Regions from separate parts of the Mus musculus genome. Here region 2 is linked to region 1. A link is a contact called in public promoter capture Hi-C data. All regions are on one chromosome and are shown on one strand. Each heading gives the region's core, a stretch centred on a gene start, on an enhancer-like site or on the middle of the called end of the contact. The rest is flanking DNA. Distances are from core to core; before and after follow the strand shown.

The links. Capture Hi-C pulls out chosen DNA fragments and counts their contacts.
Region 2: a contact with region 1 is called in a promoter capture Hi-C map of pancreatic islet. The contact joins two enhancer-like sites. A contact is called at or near these places in 1 of 484 Hi-C or Micro-C datasets (nephron progenitors) and 2 of 9 other capture datasets (adipose tissue and pancreatic islet).

The regions. Positions count from the first base shown.
Region 1 is chr6:55,046,856-55,054,049 of GRCm38.p6, forward strand. It overlaps Gars (glycyl-tRNA synthetase), which reads left to right. Exons shown (of 17, transcript NM_180678.3): 3 at 1,212-1,314; 4 at 3,465-3,606; 5 at 5,321-5,409; 6 at 6,274-6,350. Among named protein-coding and RNA genes, the nearest start is that of Gars, 12 kb to the left of the region's middle. Within about 2 kb of position 3,531, at least 10 of the 459 cell types and tissues checked have an H3K27ac peak or open chromatin away from gene starts, as enhancers often do. A contact at or near this core is called in pancreatic islet, where this site is marked.
Region 2 is chr6:55,119,245-55,126,438 of GRCm38.p6, forward strand. Crhr2 (corticotropin releasing hormone receptor 2) reads right to left here. Exons shown (of 13, transcript NM_001288618.1): 2 at 4,439-4,529. Among named protein-coding and RNA genes, the nearest start is that of Crhr2, 10 kb to the right of the region's middle. Within about 2 kb of position 2,702, at least 2 of the 459 cell types and tissues checked have an H3K27ac peak or open chromatin away from gene starts, as enhancers often do. A contact at or near this core is called in pancreatic islet, where this site is marked.

The sequences.
Region 1 (7,194 bases), core at 2,281-4,780:
CTGTCCCCCAGTCCTAGACATAATAAAATACATGAATTTCCTAGAAGACATCATGCTCCTCTTTAAGAATTCACCTGGGATTAGATTTAATAGTTTTGTTATAATCTGTCTTATATTTAACTTCAGACCTTTTCAAACTGTAAACCTGCTAGCATTAAATTTAAATAGTCCAAGAGGTCAGTTTGTTTTGTTTTGGATTGGGGGAGGGTTGTCTGTGTCTGTCTGTGCTTCAGTGCCAGAGGTACCTGTCGGGTCCCTTCTTGCTGTCCCTTTTATTTTTTGAGACAGGCATCTCTCACTGGCCCTGGAGTTCCTCGGTTTGGCAATACTAGCCAGCCAGTGAGCTCCTGACATCCTCTGACTCCATCTCCTCAACGCTGGGGTTACAGATCCATGACCCCACACTGTGCTTTTATGTGGGTACAGAGGGGGCTGCTGAATTCAGGCCTGTGTTAGTCAATAGCACTTACCTGCTAGGCCATCTCCTGAGCCTTGCAGCTGAGGTTTTAAAGTGATGTCTTACATAATACATTATAAACTGAGATATTGCTTAAATTACTTCAAAGAAGTGTAGTAGTCCTGTCTGTTTTTTGTTTTCTTGAGAGCAAGTCTTACTGTAGTCAGTTTGACTTTAAACTCCTTCTGGCTCGATAACTCAATTCTGGGATTGTAGGCAGAAAGACTCCAATCGTAAGTAATCATATCTGCTACGTGAGTAGCAGTGTCTGCATTATTCAGCTTCCCATTGCTGTGAGCGACACATCTCAGGAATCAAAGGCTTATTGGGCTAGAGTGTCAGGCGTTATTGTCTATATTCAGCCTGTTTGCTCAGACCTGTGGTGCAAATGACATGGGGAGGGACACTGTTGCCTCAACACACACACACACACACACACACACACACACACACACACACACAGACAGACAGAGAGAGCGAGAGCGCGAGCGCGTCTCGTGGTGTTTCCATCACTTCCAGCAACACTGTCAACTGGAGAGCCAATGAGCCTTCAACTCTGAGCTGCTGGGGACTTTAAGATCCAAACTATCACAGCTTCTTTACTGCTGCTCAAAGTGTTTGTGGGGACTGAGGCCTCCACTTTAGCTCCTCAACGTCTTACATCTCTAGCATTTTATACTGGATTCTACCAAATTCAGATGTGTTAGAACCCCGCCTACCTGTCCAATTACTCTCTTCTTGTTTGCTCTTATAGGAGCTGGCATTGCAGCCCAAAGATGACATCGTAGATAGAGCAAAAATGGAAGATACGTTGAAGAGGAGGTTTTTCTACGATCAGGCTTTTGCTATTTATGGAGGTAGGGGGTGAATGAAGCCACAGTGAATGATGGGAAGCATGGCAGCATGGGGCAGACAGGGTGCTGGAGAAGAAGCTGAGTTCTATATCTTGATCAGAAGGCAGCCAGGACACTGTCTTCTGCAAGCAGCTGGGAGGAGGGTCTCTCCACGCTGAGCAGAGTCTGAGCTTGGGAAACCTCAAGCCCACCCCAACACTTCCTCCAATAAGGCCACACCTCTTAGTAGTACCACTTCCTTTGAGCCAAGTATTCTAAAGTGTGTCTTTGGGGCCAAACTTATCTAAATCACACTATGCTTTGTCAAGAGCTTGGCTTGCTAACTGATGTTTATTCAATTGTGTCAGATCCCATAAAGGAGAGAAGTCATGTAATTTACATTTTTGTTGTTCAAGAGTTGATATTTGCATAAACTCTTAGTACTCCCCACTCTGTTAATTACCCTCCCACCCCCTTGTAAAATTTATTTCTTTGTTTATATATTTTTTTTCTAAGACAGTTTCTCTGTGTAGCCATGGCTGTCCTGTCCTAGAACTCTGTAGACCAGGCTGGCCTCAAACCTAGAGTCTCCTTGCTTCTGCATCCTGAGTGCTGGGATTAAAGGTGTGTGTCACCACTGTCGGCCCTGTCGGCCTTTTTTTTTTTTTTAAATGGATAGTTTTCTTTTTTTTCTTTTTCTTTTCTTTTTCTGAGACAAGGTTTCTCTGTGTAGCCCTGGCTGTCCTGGAACTCACTCTGTAGACCAGGCTGGCCTTGAACTCAAAAATCCACCTGTCTCTGCCTCCCGAGTGCTGGGATTAAAGGCGTGCGCCAGTTTTCCTTCCCACTTTTTCCTCTCATCCATATCCACCTCCTTTCTGTCTCTCCCTGGAAAACTAACGGATATCTAAAGGTCAATTGAATAAATGTAATAAGAGAGGGAAAAAAAAACCCAGATTGGAATGGAATGAAACAAAACAGAAGAGAAAGCCCAAGAAGCAGATAAAGGCACAGAGACGTGCTCACCCACACTCGGGAATCCCGTAAGAACATGAAACTGGAAGCCATAATACGCGCATAGAGGACCCGTAGGATGGAAAGAAAGAAAAGAATTAAAAAAATAAAAGAAATTAAATTTTCAGAAGGAAAAAGAAAGCACCCTGGCATGACCTTTGAGCTCCTTTTCTGTTGGCATCTACTGCTGGGCATGTGTCCTGCCCTTGGGAGTAGTTTGTGTCCCCAGCGAGAGTTAGAGAGAACCAATCTTTCATTTAGCCTCTGGGCTAGGGTTAGGGACGTGTGTCTGCGTCTGTTTGGTGCAGGCCCTGCGCACACTGCCTCGGTCTCTGAGCTCACATAGGTGTTGCTCCTGTTGTTTAGAAGGCCTGGTTTCCTTGGTGTCCTTTCATCCCCTCGGGTCTTACACTCTGCCACCTCTTCTGCAAAGTACCCTGAGCACGGGGGGGGGGGGGTGGGGGGGGTGGGGGGCGTGGGGGGCGTGGGGGGGGAAAAGGCTGAGTGTATCAAGGTCTCTCACTCCATCTGAGAATTCTTGGAGCCTTTTTTCTCATAGTGGGTAGTGATTACAAGCTCAGACACTAGGCATTTGCTGTGGCTGTGTGTATATTGGTGCATTCTTCCTAAGGCCTGCTGGTACCCTGGGTGTGTAGAATGTTATTGTAGTTCTGATACCTGGCTGCCTCTCCTCACAGACCACTGTTATACATGGGCCTTGGCTTATTCTTTGTGGGCATTCGTCAGGGAAGGTGTTCTTCAGGCAGGAAGATGACACAAGTCTTTCTGAGTGCTATAAGAACGGCCTACTGGTTAAACAGGTCCTCGAAGTGATCAGCCTGTAGTGCTTTGTCACTGTATCTTGCCTGGATTTGCTAAGCACATCTTTGAATGTCTTACCTCTTGAGGTTTAAATGACAGCCCAAGTACCCAACGTAATTCAGAGAAGGCAGTGCTGGCCCTTAGGTAATTTTTCCCTGCCTGTGTAGCTGTTTCTCCACATACATTGCAGTCTGCCTTTTCAGTGAGTAGAGGGAGCTTTTAGGTTTCCCACAGTCAGCCAGCAGTAAGTAACGCTCTTTGGCGCAGAGGGCTTGCACTGTGGGCAACATCTGAGTCAGAGTGACAGGAAAAGCCACGTTTACCTCTCTCCCTCACAGGTGTCAGTGGATTGTATGACTTCGGGCCGGTAGGATGTGCTTTGAAGAACAATATCATCCAGGCCTGGAGGCAGCACTTTATCCAAGAGGAGCAGATCCTGGAGATTGACTGCACCATGCTCACCCCTGAGCCAGTTTTAAAGTGAGCTTCTGCTTCGGTGGGAGAGGGCCTTTACAAGTTAATAGCTAACCCTTTGATTACAAAAGCTATCTGTGTTCATTTAGAAAATTAGTGAAGAACAAACAAAAGCAGTATATACCTGCTGCTCACAGGTGGCCACGTTGAAATTGCTGTTTGTCCCCTTCTGCAGGTCAAAGTGTTTGCTGGCAAAACTGATAACCTTAGTTTAGTTAGTTAGCCCCACATGGTATAGAGGGTGAGCTAACTCCTACAGCTTGCCCTCTGACCTTGTCACATACACCCACATACGGACATACAGCGAATGAATAATTTTAAAAAGCATTTTTCTTGATGATAGCATAATGTTCTGTTTTACAAGTGTAACATAGTTTAGTGTGCTAACTGACGGATTTAAGTTAAAGTATTTATGAATTTGTGTTTGCATAGCTACATTTGTGGATATTCCCTTGGCTATTTATTTCCATGGTGTAAAATGCTAGTATAGTAGGCATTCTCACCTAAATGCAAAGGATAAGATTCAAGATTATTGCAGGTAGGGTGGGGTTTCTGTAACTGTGCAAGAGGAATTCTTATCTCTTTGTGTCTCACCCTTATTACCATTTAATGCTGTCTGGGAAGGAGCAGTTCTTATTATTAGCCTCTTTGAGGTGCTCTTAGTAATCCGAGGTGTCCCCGTTGATGAGTCTGTAAGATCTGGATAAATTCGTTGAGCTAATTGTCTCACTTACAGTAACTAAATACTAAAGTCACTGTAGGTGAGGATCTGCTGAGCTGTGAGTCTTAGCTCATCAGATCCCTGATGGCTTTGGCCTTCGCTAAGCTTGAATTATCCTGAAATGTCATATAGCCTTAAGACAGTTTGTAAATGTGTATAATCTAGCTAATCTCTTTTTTCCTGGGCAAGAAATACTTGAGAGGGTAGAAGAAAGTTTTCTCAGGGCATGTGTCTCTGTCTGCCATATATTGTTACTTTAGATGTAGTTTCCATCTTGATATGCATGAATCTAAACTCTAGATAAACATACTTGTAAGCATAGATTTTTTGTACGTACTTTTAATAAGGGTTCACCCTCTCCTCTACCCTACCACCCAGCAGAGGTAGTGGAAGAGAAAAGTCTTTAGGATGTGGGGGAAGTGGACCTGTTCAGCAGTAGTTGTTTAGGGTGAGCTTGCTCTTCTTTCTCAGCAGTTCAGTCGCATAGCAGACACCAAATATGGCTCAGCAGCTGCAGACCAGTCCTCTAGGCAGGCAGACAACAGGCTCTAACCAACAGCTTTGGTCCAGTCCTTTGAGCAAGCAGACACCAGGCAGCTGTAGCTCAATCCTGGAGAAACCACCAGGCTCCCCAGCTGGCCTGAGATGAGGCTGCAGAAGCTAAAAGCTGCTGTGGGGGTCTCAGGAGCAGTTCTTGGGCAAGTTTCTCTCAATGGCAGAGTTAGCACAAGTTGAGCTCGACAACACAACTTAAGGTGAACCAATACATGCCTGTGGTGAGCAGAGACTAGAAAGGTGGAGCAAACCGAGGCTCAGCACTCATCCCCCACTGTCTGTGGGGTCATATTTATCAAGTGTCCTCTCACATGTCTGCTTCAGGAGAACAGTCTTTCACGTGCTTGCTCTAGCAAGACATCCTTTCACTTGTGTGTCCCAGCAGAACATCATTTGAAGTAACTAGAAGTGTGTGTTCACTTGTTGGTTTGCTTGTTCACTTAGGACCTCTGGCCACGTAGACAAATTTGCTGACTTCATGGTGAAGGACGTGAAGAACGGAGAGTGCTTCCGAGCAGACCACCTGTTGAAAGGTATGCGTCTGCATCTTTCTTGTACTTCATCAAAACAAGGTTGGACTTATTTCTCAAGTTTTTCTGTTTTTTAAAAATTGGCTTGTTTTAACATATTCAGACTAAACATACGTTTCAAGCTTATGTTACAGAGTCACCTACAGATTAGTTATATTCAGGTAGTAATTTTTCTAATCAGCAAGTGATCAAGACATTATTATGGGCCGGGACTGTAGTTCAGTGGTAGACTGCTTAGCATGTTTAGAGTCCTGGATTCCATCATCAGCACGAGGTTTTCTACCTAGGTAACATCAAGACCTCCCTGCGAAAGTGTCAGTGAACAAGTAGAAGATAAGAACATTAGCTTCGGGTCCTGGAGAGATGGCTCAGCGGGTAAGAGCACTGGCTGCTCTTTCAAAGGTCCTGAATTCAATTCTCGGCAACTACAGGGTGGCTCATGACCATCTGTAATGGGATCTGATGCCCTCTTCTGGTGTCTGAAGAGAGCAGTAGTGTACTCATATACACATAAAATAAATAAATAATATATTCATATATAATATATAAATTTTATTTATATAATATATATTTAAAGATTTATTTAATATTATAATTAAGTACACTGTAGCTGTCTTCAGATTCCCCTTAAGAGGGCGTCAGATCTCATTATGGGTGGCTGTGAGCTACCATGTGGTTGCTGGGAATTGAACTCAGGACCTTCAGTAGAGCAGTCAGTGCTCTTACCTGCTGAGCCATCTCTCCAGCCTCTCCCCACCCCTATCCCAAATATATAGTTTGTATTTGTCTTCATTGCCCAGCATTGGCGCTCAGAATGTGCCCTCCTTCCTTGCTGGAAACTGTCGCTTACCAGCACTGTTGTTCTAGCTCATTTACAGAAACTGATGTCAGATAAGAAGTGCTCTGCTGAGAAGAAGTCAGAGATGGAAAGTGTCTTGGCCCAGGTGAGCAGTCGGGAGACACATCAGAACAACCCACGCCTGTCTGGAGTTCTGCCTGAGCAAAATGCATTTACAGTTTTTCTTACACTGTGTCAGTCATGGAGCATACCTCACGTTTTCTTCTGTGGCTAACGACAAACAGTTGTGGTCCTACTTTTCTTCCTGTGTCTTTTCATCGAAGTCTCTGTCTAGCCCAAAGTAGTCTAGACCTCATGACTAGCACAAGCTGGCCACCAGCTTGATGTGATCCCCCTGCCTCAGCCTCTCAGTTGTTGGGATTACAAGCATAGCATTCATGCCTAGCTCTAAAGCCCATTGGTCTGTCTAAAACTGGGTAGAGAACTCTCACATTTGCTGGCTTGTTTTGGTTTTGTCAAGTTTACTTATTTACCTTGTGAGAGAAGGAGTGGCCCCTGCTGTGGTCTAGGGTGGAGGCCAGACAACAGCTATAGGGAGTCAGGTTGGCACTCTCCTTCCTCTGCATAGATCCCTGGGTTTGAACTCAGGCCGTCAGGCTTGGTGCTGAATACCCTTTCCCACTGAACTGTCCCACCTACCCACTTTGGGTTATTTTGTTTTGTTTGTTTGTTTTTAAATCTTTTTGAATTGGCATTCCTCATCAGCCTTCGCCACCATGCTGATTTTTAACATTTTGCTTTTCTTTCATGGAAATTGCTAGACTCTTTGCTACCCTTAGCCTATTTTTCTTTTAAGCATGTACATTCTTCTCTGATAATTAGTTTTGCCTTCCAACATCAGATGTAAAATTTTCTTCTTTATTTAAACACTTTGTTAGTCTGCTTGCTTACCCATCTAGCAGTGTCAGTCCCTGTGATGTTTAGTTTGT
Region 2 (7,194 bases), core at 1,452-3,951, 72 kb after region 1:
GAGCACGAGTAGCTGGGTTGGTCCTCACAGGGACGCAATCTCCTTCACTAGCAAAAGATGGCTCTTCGTATACTGTCATAGTGCAGAGAAGAGGGAAACCAAGCCAAGCTCAAAGGGTGACTTTATTCCTGATCGGAGCTCGGCTCAGGAGGAATACCATATACATACCATAGCAAGGAGGCGGTGAGCACACGTGGCCTGCCCCTTTATATGCGGGTTGCTACAGAATAGGGGTTGGTCTGGGTGACTTGCTTGCTTAACAGAGTTTCCTCTGGATAACGACCAGTTCCGTGTCAGGACCAAAAGCTACTGTGCATCCTAAATGTATGAATCCCTAAGATCTCTAGGACCCCAGGATATGGCCCTATGAATCCCTAAGATCTCTAGGACCCCAGGATATGGCCCCATTTCTTCATGATCTCATATTTACAGAGACAACTGATACACGATTCGAGATGTTACATAGGAAAACCAACTGGCTTCACTGCCTACTTCAAGGCTGGCAAATGGGTAAATGAAGAAGAAATTGAAAAGAACACTTTCCTTAGATTAGATCCAGCTCTATATAAGCAAGGTGGGGGTTGTTTGTTAGTAAAGGGGAAAAGGTAAGAAGGACATAGGCTCCTGTGGTGTCTGGTCAGTCCTATTACAGACCCAAGCTAGGCATGAAAGGACAAGTATTTGGAAAGTATCTGCATTCCAGACTGACAGGGCCAGGAACATGGGAGAGTAGGTTCAGGGGTCTGCATCAGGTGCCAGGGAGTGTCCTGTTGTCAGGAGGAGCCTGGGGTGAGGAGTGTGTTTCTGCTCCTCAGTGTCTCAAGGGCCACCACTGATATAGCTATGGTGGTGATGCATAGTGCCAGGCCAGCTTAGACACACCCACTGCACAGCCCCATCAATGCCATTAAATAGGCCTACAGAGCACCACAGAGACTCTACTGTCAGAGTGCTGTGCTCAGACAAAACTACACATGCTCTCATTTACACTCCCGCCATGCAAGTGTCAAGTGGACAACAAGGTTTAAAAGGACAGCCCTTGCTTCTGTGAGAGGCTGCCCTCCATACCACAGTGTAGACAGGAAGTCCATTTAGGGATGGCTAGGGACAAGCAATGAGATTTTCTTCTGGAGTCATAGTGAGGTGTGGTGTATCTCTCTTAAACTATGACATTGAGGGACGGTCAGGGCCATGTCTCCCCCAACTCTGCCTAAGAACAGAGGAGGTGATATGGTGTCCCGATGCTCAACAACGGATCCACACTGTGGGACCAGGAAACGCCTGTCATGATAATCCCACCCCACACATGCACTGTACAGATATGCAGAGGAGGGAGAGTCAGTTCCCTGTCCCAGCCTGCCAGCTGTATTCATCTCTGCAGCACTGCAGCTGGCATCCCACTTCCTTCACAGGGAAGATGAGAAGACTTTACAATTGTGGTCATGTCATCTTTCAGGATTAGCTCTGCATAGCCTTCAGGGTGGGGCCAGTGTCTTTGGCACTGTAAAGAAGACACTTGGTGAGCTCGCCCCATTTTCACCTGTTGCTGGCTGGGTGCTCTGTGCTTCTGCCATGCTCTGCCCACCATTTAGAATGCCCTGCAGCCTCTTTTCCCTTCCCGTAAGCATGCAGCTGTGGTCTTACCTCTTCTGCCCCTACTGCTCAAGATGCTTCCCTATTTATAGGGAGTGCTCTAGTTCTCAACAAAGTTCTACCAACCTGGACTTAGCCAACTCTATTTACATGAGGCTCCATGGGTGGGCAAGCCTGTTCACTAACTTCCCCCAGAGTCTCCAACACCCGTCAGAGTGTTCCAGAGATGGTTGTCCATTACACAGGGGAAAACAGAAAACAAAAACCAAGCAAGTTCCTTAGCCATAGGGTTGAGAAATACCCAGGGTTCTGTCTCCCTGGCCAGACTCCCTGCCCCTCTAACTAATAGTAGTATTCCTCTGTGTGTGTACACACACGAGTGTCTTTGTGTATGAGTATCCATGCATCTTGAGTTGGAAAGTTACTTAAAAGATTCCTTGGATGCCTTTGGACCCTTATATTGTCTCTGAATAGAATAAATAATATGCCTCCCAATAATTTCCAGGCATTTTCCAAATATATGTAATTGCATGTGTGATGAATAAAATAGAAATATTCCATTAAGGGCTTGCTGGAAGTTATAATTGCTCTCCTGACTATGTGGATTTTTTCATTTATTTTGGACCACAGGGGCATACAGCACAATTGGTCATAGTCTTTGATTTACAGTCCCTTGTCATCATCAGCCCACATACACAGTCTAACTTTTATAGTCTTTTCTTTAATGGAAGCGTTTGTATAGCAGTGACCATAATGAGCTGGCCACCCAATCTGGAACAGATATTAGCAGTCATGCCCATATTTATCCACACATGCCTTCCCAGAGGAAGCACCATCTTGAATGCTGCATTTATCACTCACTCCCTCGCTCTTTTTTTTTTCTTTTCAGTTTTCCGCACGTAAGATTCTCTGAGCGATGGTGAGCGTGGTTGTGCTTCCCTTAGTCATTCCACATTCTCCTAACTAGTGGACACGAGAGAAGAGACCGCTCCCACTCGGGGACTACAGAAGCAGGTTCCGCAGCCCAGCAGGCATCCTAACAGTGCCCGTGTCCACCCCAGGGCCGTGGCTAATGAGGGATGATGTGTCCTCACAGTGGCTGCTAGGCAGCGTCACCAGCGATGCGCTGGATGAATATTTAATGACACAAGGAAGCAGTCACTCGCAGTTATTAGAGAGAAGCACAGGTTAGAAAGCTGTGGCCACAATCACAGCTCGCTTCTGGTGAAAACAAAACAAAATGAAAAAGACCTCAAAACAACAACAACAAAAACAAATAAATAAGCAAGGTGAGACTCTGTGGACTGTGAACTCCTAAGGGGCACGAGGCTCCCGCCAAACTGAGACGAACTCTTATCTGATGAGTCAAAAGGGTTTTTCAACCAAATTTTGTATAAATAGTGCCAGTGGGTTTTGTCAGCAGACGGAAAGAAGCCTTAAAAATGGGGCAGGGAGGGTGGTGTCTAAGAGGATGGCCTTCTCCCCCATCTCAGGTTGGGGGTGGGGCATCTGTCCCACCTTTTCAAGCAGAGGGCAGGGAGAGGCCAGGGTGTCTTTGAACAGCAGTGTTTCCTCTGATGACAAAGTGCAGGAAGGGATGGCACTCCTGTCTGCTAGGCATGGCCCATGCTGTCTGTCCCCTCTGCCAAAGTGTGCCTATTAGATAGACTTAAACCCTAATTCTAATGGATGAAGAAACAGAGATGTAGGCTGAGTGCTATCCCTCCAAATTCTCACATTGTAATCCAAAGTCCCAATAACTAAGACTGTGGTCTTCACTGGGTCTGGGTTCTTTACAGAGGTGATTCAAATATGGATGCAATTTGGCCAGCAGGCCCAGTTCTTAAGATGAGTGGCCTTCTAAGAAGGTGGGACAGGTTCTCTCAGAGGGAAGACCCGAGGACAGGAAAGTCCAGAGAGAGGCCTTGGAGTAGCCAACCCAAGCCAACCCTTGGCCATGCCCTTCCAGACTCCAGAATAGGGAGGAGATGAGTTTGAATCCATCAAGTCACCCCAGTCCAGTGCTTTGTCACAGTAGTCTAGGAAACTCCTAGAGACAGGTGTCTTGCCTAAAGCCCCACAGCTGCTGCATGGAGGAGCTGGGACAAGATTGGTCTCATTCTGCACAGCCCCACAGCAGAGGTGCAGGGGGTGGGATTTAACCTCTTTATGTCTGCCTCAGGTTGTGTTTGGATGTCCAGGGCTGGCCAGCACTCCTGTTCCCTTGAGCCCTGACAGGTTCTGAGCCATAGGACACCCTCCCTCTCCCAAGTCCTCTTTCCATGCTGTTTCTGTGAACCAGCCCTTTGGAAGTCTGGGGAGGGAGGGTGGGGCCCTCGAAATGTCTCCCTAGAGCTATCAACTCCGCCTTCCGCAGCACTTCCCCTCACTGTGTGAGTCAGCTTCTGGAAACCTCAGAGGGTCAGAGCCCAGAGCCTGGCTGCTGTTTCACAGGACCATACTGGGGTGATGCCTGTAGCCACGGCAACCAGAGATGTTTTTACACCTTCTGCTAGTCTTGCCTTTTGGCTGAGTTTGAAAGCAGAAGGGTCATCCCCTCTCTAGGCTCCTGAACACACCAGTCTAGTTGATTTTTTTTTTCAGGTACCCAGGCAGGGACAGTGAGCAAGAAGAGGCTTTCTGGCCAAATTCTTGTCATTGATCAAGAGCCCACAGTTGTAATAGAGAAGGATACTATGCAAGGACTCCAGTGAAGAGACCAAATTGGGCCTTACAGCCAGGGCTCTGTGTGCTATCCAACTGAGCTGCTTTGCTCAAGCTCCAGGGCTCCCCTCAGGTCCCAGGACGAGTGCGGGATAGGGTGGGGGTGGGCAAGCATGCATACCTGAAAAATTCCCAGTTGTGGTCCTGTGGCAGTACTGCTCCAAAAGTGTCCACAGGGGCTGGTCCTGGGGTGCCTGGCCTGGTTGGGCCACCTAGGGGATTAGAGGTGAGGGTTACTGGCCAGGCACCCAGTTATGTCTCTCACTCCTCATGTCTATTACCTTTCCTGCAGAGAGAGAGACAGCTCAGCAGGAGATGCTCAAGTCCCCTTGGAAAGCAGTGCTCCTGCCTCTCCTGGAGCCCCCCAAGGGCTGGGGAAGTGGTCGAGAAAGGGACACCTTTGAGACAGGAGTCTACCCCTTCTCTCAGCCCCAAAAGGTGGATGGGATACACCAATGTAGTGCCCTGTCCTCTATCACTAAAGCTCCCGGCAAATGCTTCTGGATGGCCTTCTGTGTGTTAGGTCCTGTGGTGACTTTAAGTGTCCCAGGCAAGGTATCCTAAGCTTAGAGAAAGGGCAGAGGCAGGAAAGGCAGGCTGCAGTCTAGCTTTCCTGGCCCAGATAAATTGGAGAGACATAAAGGTTAATATATGGGAAAGATAACTAACCAGGCCTTGGAGGGCTTCCTGTAAGAGGAGGAGTTGTATGGTGATGAAAGAATGAGTGGATAAGAGAGAAAGGACCACAGTGACAGCTCAGACACTCGCTAAGGAGCAGATGACAGTAAAGTCTAATCCAAAAGGCAAAGTCATTTAGGATCCTGTCTTTCAGGAAAGTCCTCAGAGTAATTGCTGGGCACAGTGGATAAAACAGGTGTGAGCATGTCTGCCCTGGGTGAAGGGCATTTTCTGGAGTAGTGGCATGGAAAAGAACATGATGAAATGGGTTTTGACATGTGAGTAGGAGTTTGCTTAGCTGATAAGGGTCCCTGCCTAAGTGGGGAGCCCAGCATCTGCAAAGGCAGAAAAAGTGGGGAAAAAATGACATAAGGCTGGATTGGAGCAAAGTCCTCTAAAATCCTAACGCTGCCTACAGCTCATCCCAAGACCATGCTTCTCTACCCTGTAATAGCATGCATGTTCTTGTGTGTGTGTGTGTGTGTGTGTCTGCAATAGCATGCATGTGCTCACTAGTGTGTGTGTGTGTATGTGTGTGTGTGTGTGTGTGTGTGTGTGTGTGCGCGTGCGTGCGCGCGCATGCTTCTGGGTCCCTCTCAGCCCTGTCACTTTTGATTCTGAGGCTGCAGAAGGCATTGTTCCCTTAGCAGGCAGCTGTCTTTCTCTTGCTTGTCAGGATTTCTTTCCTGGACAGCTGGGCCCATTTGCCCCAGGATGTTCCCATAGGCTGAAGCCCTCAAACATCACATTTAGTCTATTTTCTGGGCTGAACCTGAAGGGTGAACACTTGGTGTCCCTGTGCTGGCTTAGAGCTGCTGATTAATAACCCCATCACTCAGATGTCGACCTAGTGCCCACGTGGCTTAGTGGAAGTTCGCTGGCAGCCTTGGGTGCTCAGGGACGTTTGTGTATGCATGTGCACGCACAAACACACATATTCTAAGGGACATCCTGAGCTGTCAACCTTAAAGCTCTTGCTTTATGCCTCCAGGACGTATGGGGGCCAGGGGTTCTGTGCACAGGCTCTGGACACTGCCTGGGGCTCCCTTACACCAGCCTCCTGGGTGTCATGAAGACACTGCTTGCTCAGTAGAAGGACTGCCCACCAACTGACTAGGGGAGCTTCCAGGACAGACCCTCTGCTGCTTAGTCATCTCTTGTCTTCATAGGTACTAGGCTTTTGAAGGCATGACCTCTGCATCCCTCTCTGGGCTCAGTCTTCAATACCACATGATGAATATGTGTCCTGTCTTGTCGAGGCTATGGGACGCCAGGACTTAGAGCCAAGCCCTAAAGGGAGATGAGTGGGAAGGCAGTATGAGTGGGAAGGCAGTAGAGTGGGCAAGGGAGGGATGCACAGCCCCTCTGTCATCCCATTATAGTGTGTGTGTGTGTGTGTGTGTGTGTGTGTGTGTGTGTGTGTGTGTGAGAGAGAGAGAGAGAGAGAGAGAGAGAGAGAGAGAGAGAGAGCAGCTGGCAAGTCCTTCCTGGAGGGGCAGGTTTCTAGGGAACCCCAGACCACTCAGACCAAGGAAGCCCACATCACCTTGTGTCAGATGCCTGGGCCCGGGCTGTACCAGCTGTGGCTGAGCAAAACCCATTGCCGGGGGTGGGCACGGTAGCACTGTGCTCAGTATAGGAGAGCATTGCTCCATCTTGGGCGAGAAGAGCTGGTCGGAGTAGGCTTTGGAATCTTCCCTGTCTCTGTCTCTGTCTCAGTCTCTAGCTCTCCAAACTCCTCCTTCCATGGGTCCAAAAGTCGGCATAGCCAAGAATTTTCTTTTACAACCCCACCTACCCACCCAGGATCTGCTTGATTCCATTGGACTTGGTTCAAGCACACGGCACACCCTTTGGGTACCTATTTTGAGCAGAACCCCTGGTGGCCGTTGAGACAGTGGGTAGGTAGGGAAAGGGCAGCATGTGGGTAGTATGAGTGGAACTTCAGACAGCCCTACATTCAGCCTTCTAGGGGACATTGTTTCTGTACAGCATGGCCTTGACAAAGCTACCGAACCTCTCTGAGGCCAGTCTTCTCATCTCTTCAGTGGACATGGAGCTCCTGAAGACATGACCTCCACCTCCTCACCAGGCTCAGCCTTCAGGAGCATGCAGTGAATGACTGTCCTGTCAAGACATTCAAGGCTCTGGGAAGCATGAGCTGAGAGCTGAATCCAAAGGGCAGATGAGCAGGGAAAT